2 separate regions of the Mus musculus genome follow, and region 1 is linked to region 2. A link is a contact called in public HiChIP or PLAC-seq data. All regions are on one chromosome and are shown on one strand. Each heading gives the region's core, a stretch centred on a gene start, on an enhancer-like site or on the middle of the called end of the contact. The rest is flanking DNA. Distances are from core to core; before and after follow the strand shown. Region 1 holds the start of Ikzf2 (IKAROS family zinc finger 2). Region 2 has its middle 50 kb from the start of Erbb4.

Evidence for each region. HiChIP or PLAC-seq counts read pairs in DNA pulled down with a chosen protein or histone mark.
Region 1: an H3K4me3 HiChIP or PLAC-seq map of neural progenitor cells shows a contact between it and region 2, with 20 read pairs. The contact joins the promoter of Ikzf2 here to the enhancer-like site in region 2. A contact is called at or near these places in 10 of 39 promoter capture datasets (the 3T3-L1 cell line, the HPC-7 cell line, cranial neural crest and 6 more), 9 of 484 Hi-C or Micro-C datasets (the C2C12 cell line, the HL-1 cell line, adipose-derived mesenchymal stem cells and 5 more) and 2 of 115 datasets of contacts at active chromatin or transcription factors (neural progenitor cells and stem cell-derived neural progenitor cells).

The regions. Positions count from the first base shown.
Region 1 is chr1:69,684,634-69,689,774 of GRCm38.p6, reverse strand. It overlaps Ikzf2 (IKAROS family zinc finger 2), which reads left to right and starts at 3,815. Exons shown (of 8, transcript NM_011770.4): 1 at 3,815-4,081.
Region 2 is chr1:69,156,065-69,160,898 of GRCm38.p6, reverse strand. No RefSeq gene overlaps it. Among named protein-coding and RNA genes, the nearest start is that of Erbb4, 50 kb to the right of the region's middle. Within about 2 kb of position 3,353, at least 19 of the 459 cell types and tissues checked have an H3K27ac peak or open chromatin away from gene starts, as enhancers often do. A contact at or near this core is called in neural progenitor cells and second pharyngeal arch cranial neural crest, where this site is marked.

The DNA of each region.
Region 1 (5,141 bases), core at 2,566-5,065, 530 kb before region 2:
AAGGAGACAGCAATCAGAGCAATGCTTTGCTCTGATGGTATACCTGTCCCCAAAGTGAAGATTTAACCTTCCAGCAAGATAAGGAGAACTAGACTCTCCTGGTGCTATCTTTTCTTGCACAGTTCAAGCATATAACTGCCTAACAAATTGCATACAGAGTAGCTATGGCTAAGGGCATAAGTAAATCCATTCTTTAACCACTACCAAAATATCGTGAAGGGAAATCTTGGCCAACGTGAATTGCTACGGTTTATATGTGGTCACTTTCTCATGAATGCATTAGATTGTGAGTCCAGGTGCCAAGGTCAGACTTCAGAAATATTAAACTGAACTACCCAATTTAGCTTGTAAACACATTCATGACTTCTTCAGAAAACCTGAATTCATTGTAGTCTCTGAATGAGAAAGGAACATGGGATGTTTTTTAAAAAAAATCTAATTCCCACTCTTCAGAATGCCCTCCTAAAATTTGGGCTTCATGAGTTCCTGCCTAAATAGCTCTCTCTTGGGGGACGACTGTGTCTGCTAATAAACTGTCCGAAGGTTTAACCACTAGGGGGAGAGGGTGTGCCTCTGGTGGCTAGGGAACCAATGGCAGCAAATCGGTACACGGATAAGCTAGGAGAGATCTAGATCAAGCAGTGGTCAGCTAGGTGCAAGGACCACATCAAGTGTGGTAGTTTGGTAACTTAGGATGGCTTCTCCAGATCTCACAATGAATCTTCTTCTGCAGACGGATTCTGTGGCTTTTAACTAGGAAGACTTTAGTACTGAATGTTTAAGTCTTTCCCAAGGACCACCATGACTTTGCAGATACGCTGACACTTTTCAAGTGGGAAGGAACACTCTGAGAACTTCTTTCACACTTCATAGTATGTCACCTTTTCTATACTGTAGCGTCACACGCGCCAGCTTTCTGAATTTGCTGTCTGTTGAATTGATTAGAAAGACTCGACTCCTAGATTCTCTTTAGTTTGACCTTTCCAAATCTAACGTTAAGTGTGTGTGTGGGGGGGGGGGGCGGGGGCGGGGATTTTATTCAGAGAGCTGAGGAGTAGGTAAAAATGTTAGTTTTAACAATGTCACAGATATTGCAACTTTAAAGAAAATCATCAGGAAATTATTGAAAACCCGAGCACAAGTGGTTTACTCCCAATGAAATGATTATTTGCTTTAAATCATCATTTTCTATAATTAAAAAAAATGAACTGAACCTATAAGAACAAATTGCTTAGTAACTACAATAGATATAATAAGGTTGTAAAAAGTGAAAATAGATACACTGGACATTATTAGTGTATTCATTGTATACCACTGTGAACCTTTGCTCACACCAGAATCTAAACACAAGGCAGAGCGGTGCTTAAGGTGAAAGTTGATTTTATTTTCAATGTGTCATATGGCTTGCTTCCATGGAAAAGGGGGAAGGGAGAAAACTCTCAGCAACTATTTCTGGGATTCTTTAAAGGAGTGGGAGGCACAGCGCCTGCTCCTCTTTCAGCATTGATTTTCAACACAATATGCGATACGGTTTCTCAGAAATGTTGTTTGGCACTCCTGATAATTTCATGTGATTTCAAACTTAAACCACTCAGACTACACAGTTCAGTATTTTCAGCTCCTTTCATTTTCCTTTTCCCTTTAATTATAGAATTCTTTATTCCCCTTTCTGTGGTCAAGAAAGATAGTAAATGCTGCTATTTGTAGATTGAAAATGCATTTATTTTCTCAGGACGATTCCTATGCTCTTCGCCCAACAAATGTAAACGTCGTGATTGGCATAAGGCTAGGCTACACTTCCAGGCTAACAACTTTTTCGAACCTCACGGTTCCTTTGACTCGGGTGGATGTGGCACACGCCGGGACAGGGGTGGATATAAACAGCAAGTAAACACTCTAATTTTAAACTTGCACTGGGAAGCACTTTCACAATGGGGACAGTGGCGCTCGCTCCGTGTCTCCCAGGGCACTCGCAAGGGTCCCTCTGTCCGGCTCAGTGTCCCAGATCCTCCGGGTGCCGGGAGCCGGGAATCCGGGGAGGTACCGGGCCAGAGAGAGAACTTCCCGCGGCCGACATGAGCCGGGGGAGCCCGAGATCGTCCCTCCCGCGCGGCCAGCGGAGAACGTGAGCAGCGGGGCGCGGGGAGAGGGGCGGAGCCGGCGCGGGGGGCGCGCGGGGCGCGGAGGAGGCGCGGAGGAGGCGCGGAGCCGCGCGGCACTTGTCCTGTAATCGATTGCCGAGCGCGCCGAACGAGCGGCCGAGCGCGCAGACACGCGCCCCCGCCCCTCCCGCCCGCGCGCTCGCCCGCTCGCTCGCTCGCTCACCCGCCCGCCCGCTCCCGGCTCTCACGGACCCGGGCGCTCGCTGACGACCCCCCCCCCAACCCCCTCCGCGCGCGCGCGGCCGCCACCGCCGCCGCCGCTGCCCGCCCTCCGCCCGCGGGCGTCTGCGCGAGCCCGGCCGGCGGGGGAGATGTGCTCGGGCTCCGCCGGATCGGTTTCTCGGGGTTTGACCAGCTGTCCCGGGCTAACCCTGCTCCTCGCTGAAGATGGAGGAAGTAAAAACAGGATTACCCTTAGCTACAGATCCACTGCCTTAGTTTCCACCACCAACTGCAGTGCACAAACACACGTTAGGCACAGGAAAGAAAGAAAGAGAGAGAGGGAGAGGACACACTAACAGTAAACACAAACAAAAGGGTGATGGGATTATTTTACTGCATGCACTGCTGAGGTAAATCTCCGCTTGGCTTTTTGCGTGGGGAAGAACAGCTCTTGTTTTATTTGTCTTCTGATTCATAGATTATCTATCAATTTGTGTATGGTTTGCAAAGGGGTTGGGGAGGGGGAGTGTTTTCAAAGTTAAGTGTAATGATATGGAATCTTGTTTAACAGTGTGGTGTGATCGAATGACTTGTTGCTGTTAACCAGGGATAATAATAATATAGACGCTTTTCTTTGGGGAGGGATGGGTTGTGGCTCTGATTAGGGAAATGATCTCTGTTAAGGACGCTCAGGGAATTTCGTTGAAGATGATGTCCTTTGCCTTAATGTATCGTCCCCTCCTTGTAATCTGCTTCTGGGATGTTAATGGACTAATCAGTTCTCATCTTTATAGCTGTCATGGATTTGGACTTGTTTTTGCTTTGTTTTAACTTGAATTCCAAGAAGAAAGATTGGATAACCTGGCATAGATTGCAGCTGTCTGGATAGAGGCTATTATACTGTTGAGATTGAAAACAAAACAAAACAAAAATAATAATAAAAATCTGGTGTGACACATGTATAACAGCAACAGTTAAATCGCTTTGACAGGTTCTGGTATGGACGAAGGAGATGGAATGAAGATTTAATTTCTTTTTCTTTTTCTTTTTTTCCTATTTTGCCAGAGGCCACAAAACAGTCCTGTGAAGTTGGCCTAGGTTCCTTGCTGGGTTCTGCCTGACTGTCCCTCCCCTCGTACCCCCCCTCCCCTTTTTCTTTCAGTTTTCTTGTCTTAGCTTTTGGTCGATTCTTAAGGAACCGGTGGATCAAGTTTTTTCTCTTCTCGTTAATCGCATTGCTGTAGCACTGACCTCTCTCTCTTTCTCTCCCTCCCTCCCTGTCTTTTTTTTTTTTTTTTTTTTTTTCCTCTTTCCTGAAAGTACGTGGTGCCATTCCTGAGTGACTTTTCCTACTAGACCATCCCAAAGGGACGAGGGGGCGGGGGCGGGGGAGGAGGAGGACGAGGAGGAGGAGAAGGAGGAGGAGGAGGAGGAGGTTGGGGGGGAGTGTTCCTTCTCTCTCATTTCTTGGTTTTGTTTATCAGCCGATCTGTTTGCTGGATTCGGTCTTGGAATGACCCACCTGTAAAGTGCTTTCCCTCCTCCTCGGCTTCAACTCTGCAGGGGGCTTTGCCTGGAGGGGGCAGGGAGGGAAGGGGGGGGGGACACAAAAAACTTCTTTCTTTCTTTCTTTCTTTCTCCGTTTCTCTTCAGCCCGACATTGTCACCTCCTCCTTGAGGGGTTAGAAGAAGCTGGGAGCTCCCGACAGAGCTGGAAATGGTGATGACTGTTTTTTAATCAGAGGACAATTTCTTTTGTATGTACATTTTGTTTCTCTTTCTCCTTTTTCTTCCTTTTTCTTCCTTTTCCTTCACTGAGGGTTTAATAACCCTTTCACTGTTGGCGCAGACTTCTTTTGCTTCTAACTGACGCTTCTTTTTAGTATGTGTGTTAAATGTGTACATTTTTAAAGAGATAGACTCATTTGTAAGCTCTCGGTAGAAACTGCTCCCCTTTAAAACTTTCCGGGTCCCTTTCTTTCAAACCTTACGTAACCTAATTGAAAGAATTTGATAAGAGTAGAGCAGGTCGGAATTTAACTGCTATGTAGTGACTGGGAATTTGATCTGATTATTCCATAAAGAAAGAAAGAAAAGTTTTTGGGGGGCGGGAGGGGGGTAGGGAGGCTGGTGGTGAAGGGGAGGGGAGGGAGAAGGGAAGTGGTTTTGGAGACAAGAAGTGAAGCTGCCTGTTTTCCAGTAAGTAATGGAGAAATTCCAGGAGCTAGGGCTAAATATACTTGGCGATCAATACAGAAATGGCTCATTGTGAATAATTTAGCTGCTGGTGCTTTGAGAGTTTTGAAACTAAAGGCAAAAAGGACCTGGGCCAAAGGGGGGAAAAATAAGTAAAAATCTTTTTCAGGACTTGTCAATTCTGTAACTTTTTCCCTCAAAGAATACAGTTAGATTATCGATCTTCTTATGATGTGAATCAAAGCTAGGGGGTGTTGTCTCATGCAATTTACTTTTGTTTCTGGGGATACAAAAGTATTTGTGTTATTGATGCATGAAAATCATTCCTCACACTTGGGGAGAGGAAAATCCTCCCCTCCCCTCGTGCACAGCCAAAAGTTTCTGACTTGTTGGAACTCCGAATGTCTCAAGTAGGCTTGGCATTGTCTCCGGCCATAGTCTGGCAGGAAATTAGGGTACGTGGAACAGGTGCTCACACAGGATTTGGGGTGGGCTAAAACGTCAGTACAAGCCAGAGTTGGCCAACTGCCGCAAAAGTCTTTGGGATACAGTCTAGTACTAAGTAGTTTTGTTTTGTTTTGTTTTCTTATGTTTTGTTTGTTCTCTGTGCCCCCCCCCCCC
Region 2 (4,834 bases), core at 2,104-4,603:
TTCCTACAACATTTATTTATTTATTTATTTATTTATTTATTTATTTATTTATTTATTTTAACATTACGTGTATGACTATTTTGCCTACCTATATGTATGCATACCACCTGCAAGCCGGGTGCCCACAGAGGCAAAGAGGACAGCACTGAATCGCATGGAAGCAGAATATTGTGAGCCTTCAAGTGGGTTCTGGAGAACCAAATCTGGATCCTTTGCAAAAGCAAAATGCACTCATAACCATTGACTGATATCTTCTGATCCAAATCCAAATTGCTTAAGCATTACTAGAGTTGCTTCATTTCCTCCCTCTGTTAATAGGGCTGCACATTATCCAGTTCCTATTCTTTTGAGGATAATATCCTAAAAGTGACAAGTGTTTCATAGTTGATTCCAAACCCTACACTGCCATTTATGTATTTATGTATTTATTTATGTATGTATGTATTTATTTATTATATATTTTAATGGCTGTTTGGGTTATAGTGTTCTGCTTTATCTTAGAGCATACAGATGGTGTGTCAAGTTAAGCTTATAGATATATGTAGAAATGTGCTTAATTTAAAGACAAATTCCCAACACTGTAGAATAATCCATATAAACATTCTGACTCCAGTCTCTTGCTTGGTCATATCCAGACCCAGACTGGTAATGATATTATTACTTTTTTGTTCTTGATGCACCAATTTCTTCTTTCAAACCCTAGATTAATTTATAGTTGCTTTCTTATTTTTTGAATTTCTATTGATTCTTTGTGAATTTCACAACATGAATCTCAATCCCACTCCTCCCATCCCTTTGTATCTGCCCTTCTGGCCTTTCACCCCCGCCCTGCCTCCCACCAACGAAAGTAAAGAATAAATAAAAACAGCAAACAAGACATTTGACCCTAGAAGCTGCAGTGTGCCTCAGTGTGTCCCACAGTATACCATTTTGCATACGTCTTTACATGCAAATGTTCATTGCAATGAGTTATTTGTCTGGCTTGAGGCCTCGAGAGGTTCTGCTGCACTATGAACACTGCATCCTCATGGGGACTCCTCTTAGAGATCAGGCCATTGTCCTGTGTCCTGGAGATCCCACAGCTCTTGATATACAGGACAGCCCCTTAATGTGCTTCAGCAGTTCATATATGAGGTAGATGTAGAGGCAGGCCAATTCAAAGCATTGGGCCTGGGTCTGGGTGGTAACTGGTCCAGCTCTCTCATACCCATGCCACCAGGACTGCCCTGGCTAGCTCACCCAATGCCACAGCAGGATATTGGCAGGGCAAGCTTTCCTTCTCTCATGCTCTTGAGGCTGACTTTTGCCACCCAGGCCTTTGCTACCAGGACTAGCTCTACTGTGTTGCCCAGGCAAGGTGCAGAGCCCACTCTCCAAGTCCGGTAGCAGGGGAGGGTAGGGATAGCTCTGCAGCTCTCATGACCTTGGGTCAGTTCTCCTACTTGCGCAGGTAGCCAGGGGCAAAGAAGGAGGGCATCTTTTTCTTGCCCATAGCATAGCATGACACTAACCCCTGATGCCGTATGGACATAGACCCACACATGGGCCTTGTTGGCAACATGAATTAGGACTTCACCACATCCTCAGGTGGCAGGGCATGCTACTGCACATCATGGTACCTCTTGCTGTGGACTTTAAGCTGACTCTAATTGCTCTCTTATAACTTGGGTTGTTCACTTATCCTAATAGAAGATTGTAATCTATTTTGAGATTACAGATTATTTTATATTACTGCATTTTAGTTTCTTTCCACAAATAGATTCTTTATTTCTCAAAAAATATCTCTTTGGTACTTGGCAAACTAAGTTTGTAATGATGATTATAAACTGATTAATCTCATTCCATGCTCTTTTTGGCAAAACCCTAGAACATCAGCATGAGGGATTCTCACTCTCTTTGCTATGTGATGTTATAAACTGTGGACTTCAGAATAAGAGATACATTATTTTGGTAAGTGTTTCTCTTTGTCTGACCCCTGAAAGACAGACAGGGTTCAAGGAATGCCATCCACATGACAAATGGGTTTATTGCCCCCACAGCAAAATGTGATAATTAAGTGATGATTTAATGAAGAATTTTATGAGGAAAATTAGAAAAGAATAAAAGAGAAGAACCTTCATCTAGAGGTAAAGTTTTCCAAGTGTACTAATACAACTAATGTTGTACACTTGGCAAACTTTACCTAGTATTAATACACTTGGGGGTTTATCAGTACCTAGTATGATATTTGGCAAGTAGCCAAGACCATACTAATCTCTTAAAATACATAAAACAATATGGCGGAAGGTAGTGGTTCCATGCTAAAAGTAGACTTAGGATCTTGGGACGAGTACAAAAATTTACAAAAGTCTTTTTGTTTAGCTCAATTCAAAGACATTAAAATGAAATACTCACACTGGGATTTGATGTGGATTGGAGACAAAGGAAGTCATTTCTTTCAGTGGTTCAATATAAGAAGGGAATCCTGCTCTTGATGTCCACCCTTAAATCAAATCTGTTTCATCAGGATTTGGGACAAGGGAAAGGAACATGGATTGTAGACATGGACAGATGAACTCAGGCAAGAGATCGAGGGACAGAGGCAAGGATGCACATTGCTTTTGACACGTTTCTCAAGCTGACTGATGACTTTTGTGTATTTGTTCTTCCAATCAAATGATGATTCCCTTAGTCTTCTTTCTTTTCCCCCACTGTCCAATCCATCCTTCCTTCCTTCCTTCCTTCCTTCCTTCCTTCCTTCCTTCCTTCCTTCCTTCCTTCCTTCCTTCCATCCATTTTTTCAGTCTCTTCTGTCTGTAATTTTTCCGCAAGAAAACTGCAAGAAAGAAGATGCTAAAGGAAACCCAACTTAATCCATGATTAGGATTTGTGCTTAGTAGGTCTGGCAAAGACAGTGGTTCTGATGTGGGAAGTGACTAGAGGCGTGGCTTACCTTTGTGATGTACTCACTGTTAGGTAATGTTCTCAAAACTTTATGCTTACTAATTGAAAATGCGATTTTATGTTGCTTTCTATATTCCAAATCTTTCCTCTAAATATAACAATAGCTCATTTAAACCTGACAGAAACCTCACAATACGTGATTTCACTATGCTCATTCTTCATGAAAGACAAAAGGGATGCAGAGTGATTCAAGAAAATTGCCTAATTTGCACAGACAATATATCCCCGAGTCTGAACCAGGATTCACTGACAGGCAGATAGACCTGTGTTTCTTTCCCAGGTTAGAGACTTGTCTACTAGCCTGAGTCTGTTGAGTTATACTATTCACCCAGTGTACTGTCACATGATTGGCTTTGACTGCTGACTTCTCCACTGCTAGCTTTGTTAATTAACTCCTTTGAGCTCCAGCCATCAGCCACGATGAATAATTCATAAACTGTGTGTCTTAAATACAATGATCACTTGATAAACTGTCAGAGGGATAGAAGTGTTCCTGTTAGAGAGTTTTCTATGCTACATGCCTCAGGACAAATAGTTAAGTGCCAACACTTACCATTATTACTGGCAGTAGGTCTGCATTTAGTGTTCAGAACAATTATAAAGAGTATAAGTCAAAAAGAGAAAGTGATCAACATTTATTTAACTTTGACTTGGTTGTAGTCTTTTAAGAATAACAGAATTTATAAATTTATAAAGGATGGACTCACATACAACATGTATAACATATATGAGAAACCAATAAGACAAATATCAAAAAGTGGAAATTTATGTACACAGGAGGGAACTTGAAGCTCCAGTATGGGGCCAGTGAGGTGGGATGGCTCAGTGGGTAGAGGCACTTGCTCATAGGCCTGATGACCCACATTTGATCCCTGGATCTCTCAAGATGGCAAGAGAGAAATGACTCCTTAAAGTTGCCCTCTGACCTTCATTCCAGTGCTGTTGGGAAACATCCCTGCACATACATACACACACTAAGTAAAATGAGAGTAAGAACCAATTACCACAACAAGCAACAATAAATTTATAGCTTTATTAGACAGATTTAAAACAAGCAAACTATTCAATATAAAAAAGTTGAAAATATGTCAATATATAGTATCCATCATTAATATAAAGACATGAATTTCCAAAAAGGATTTTTGCAGCTATTTAAAATTCTTTAAATTATGCATGTGTTAAACTTAACAGCTCTGCTGCTAAGAAAATACTTTAATGGAGTAACTTGTGCAAAGACACTATCATAGTGACCCTCTCCAAAATGTCCATTAGCTCAGACATTAGCTCATATTCATTAGCTTGGGTTATATTCCAATAAAATGGTTGTGACCCTACGAAACTGAAAAGTAATAATATATTTGAAAAATTCCCAGTGATGCTACAGTTGAAAATATTGAATTGAGGGGGCAGCTAGGGTTCAGCACTGAAGATGAGCAAAGTAACACTGAAGGTTTGCTTCGAGAAGCATCCCCGTCCTCTGGAAGCACTCAGTGAAATTATTCAGCCTCTTTTCATACCATAGTCCGAGTGCAAACAACCCTTGATGCACAGGCTGGGTGGACAGAGCTAAAGATCATTACAACATACATTAAAACCTGTCTGCGTTGGGGTGGATTCTCAAAAGATGGCCTGAGAAACTGGTTAAGTGCTTGCCTCAAAAACATGAGCGTCTGAGTTTAGATTTCTAGCACTCAAGTAAAATCAGTGTGTGCTGATGATCCCGTGCTGGCAGACAGATTCCTGGAGCTTACTAGCCTACCAGTCTAGTAGAATGGGTGATCTCTAGGTTCACTGAGGGGAAGAACCTGGCATTGGTCTACTTTTGCTCATGCGCACACACACATACTGAGCCCCCCAACCCCAACCCACATATACTCACATGCAGAAATCC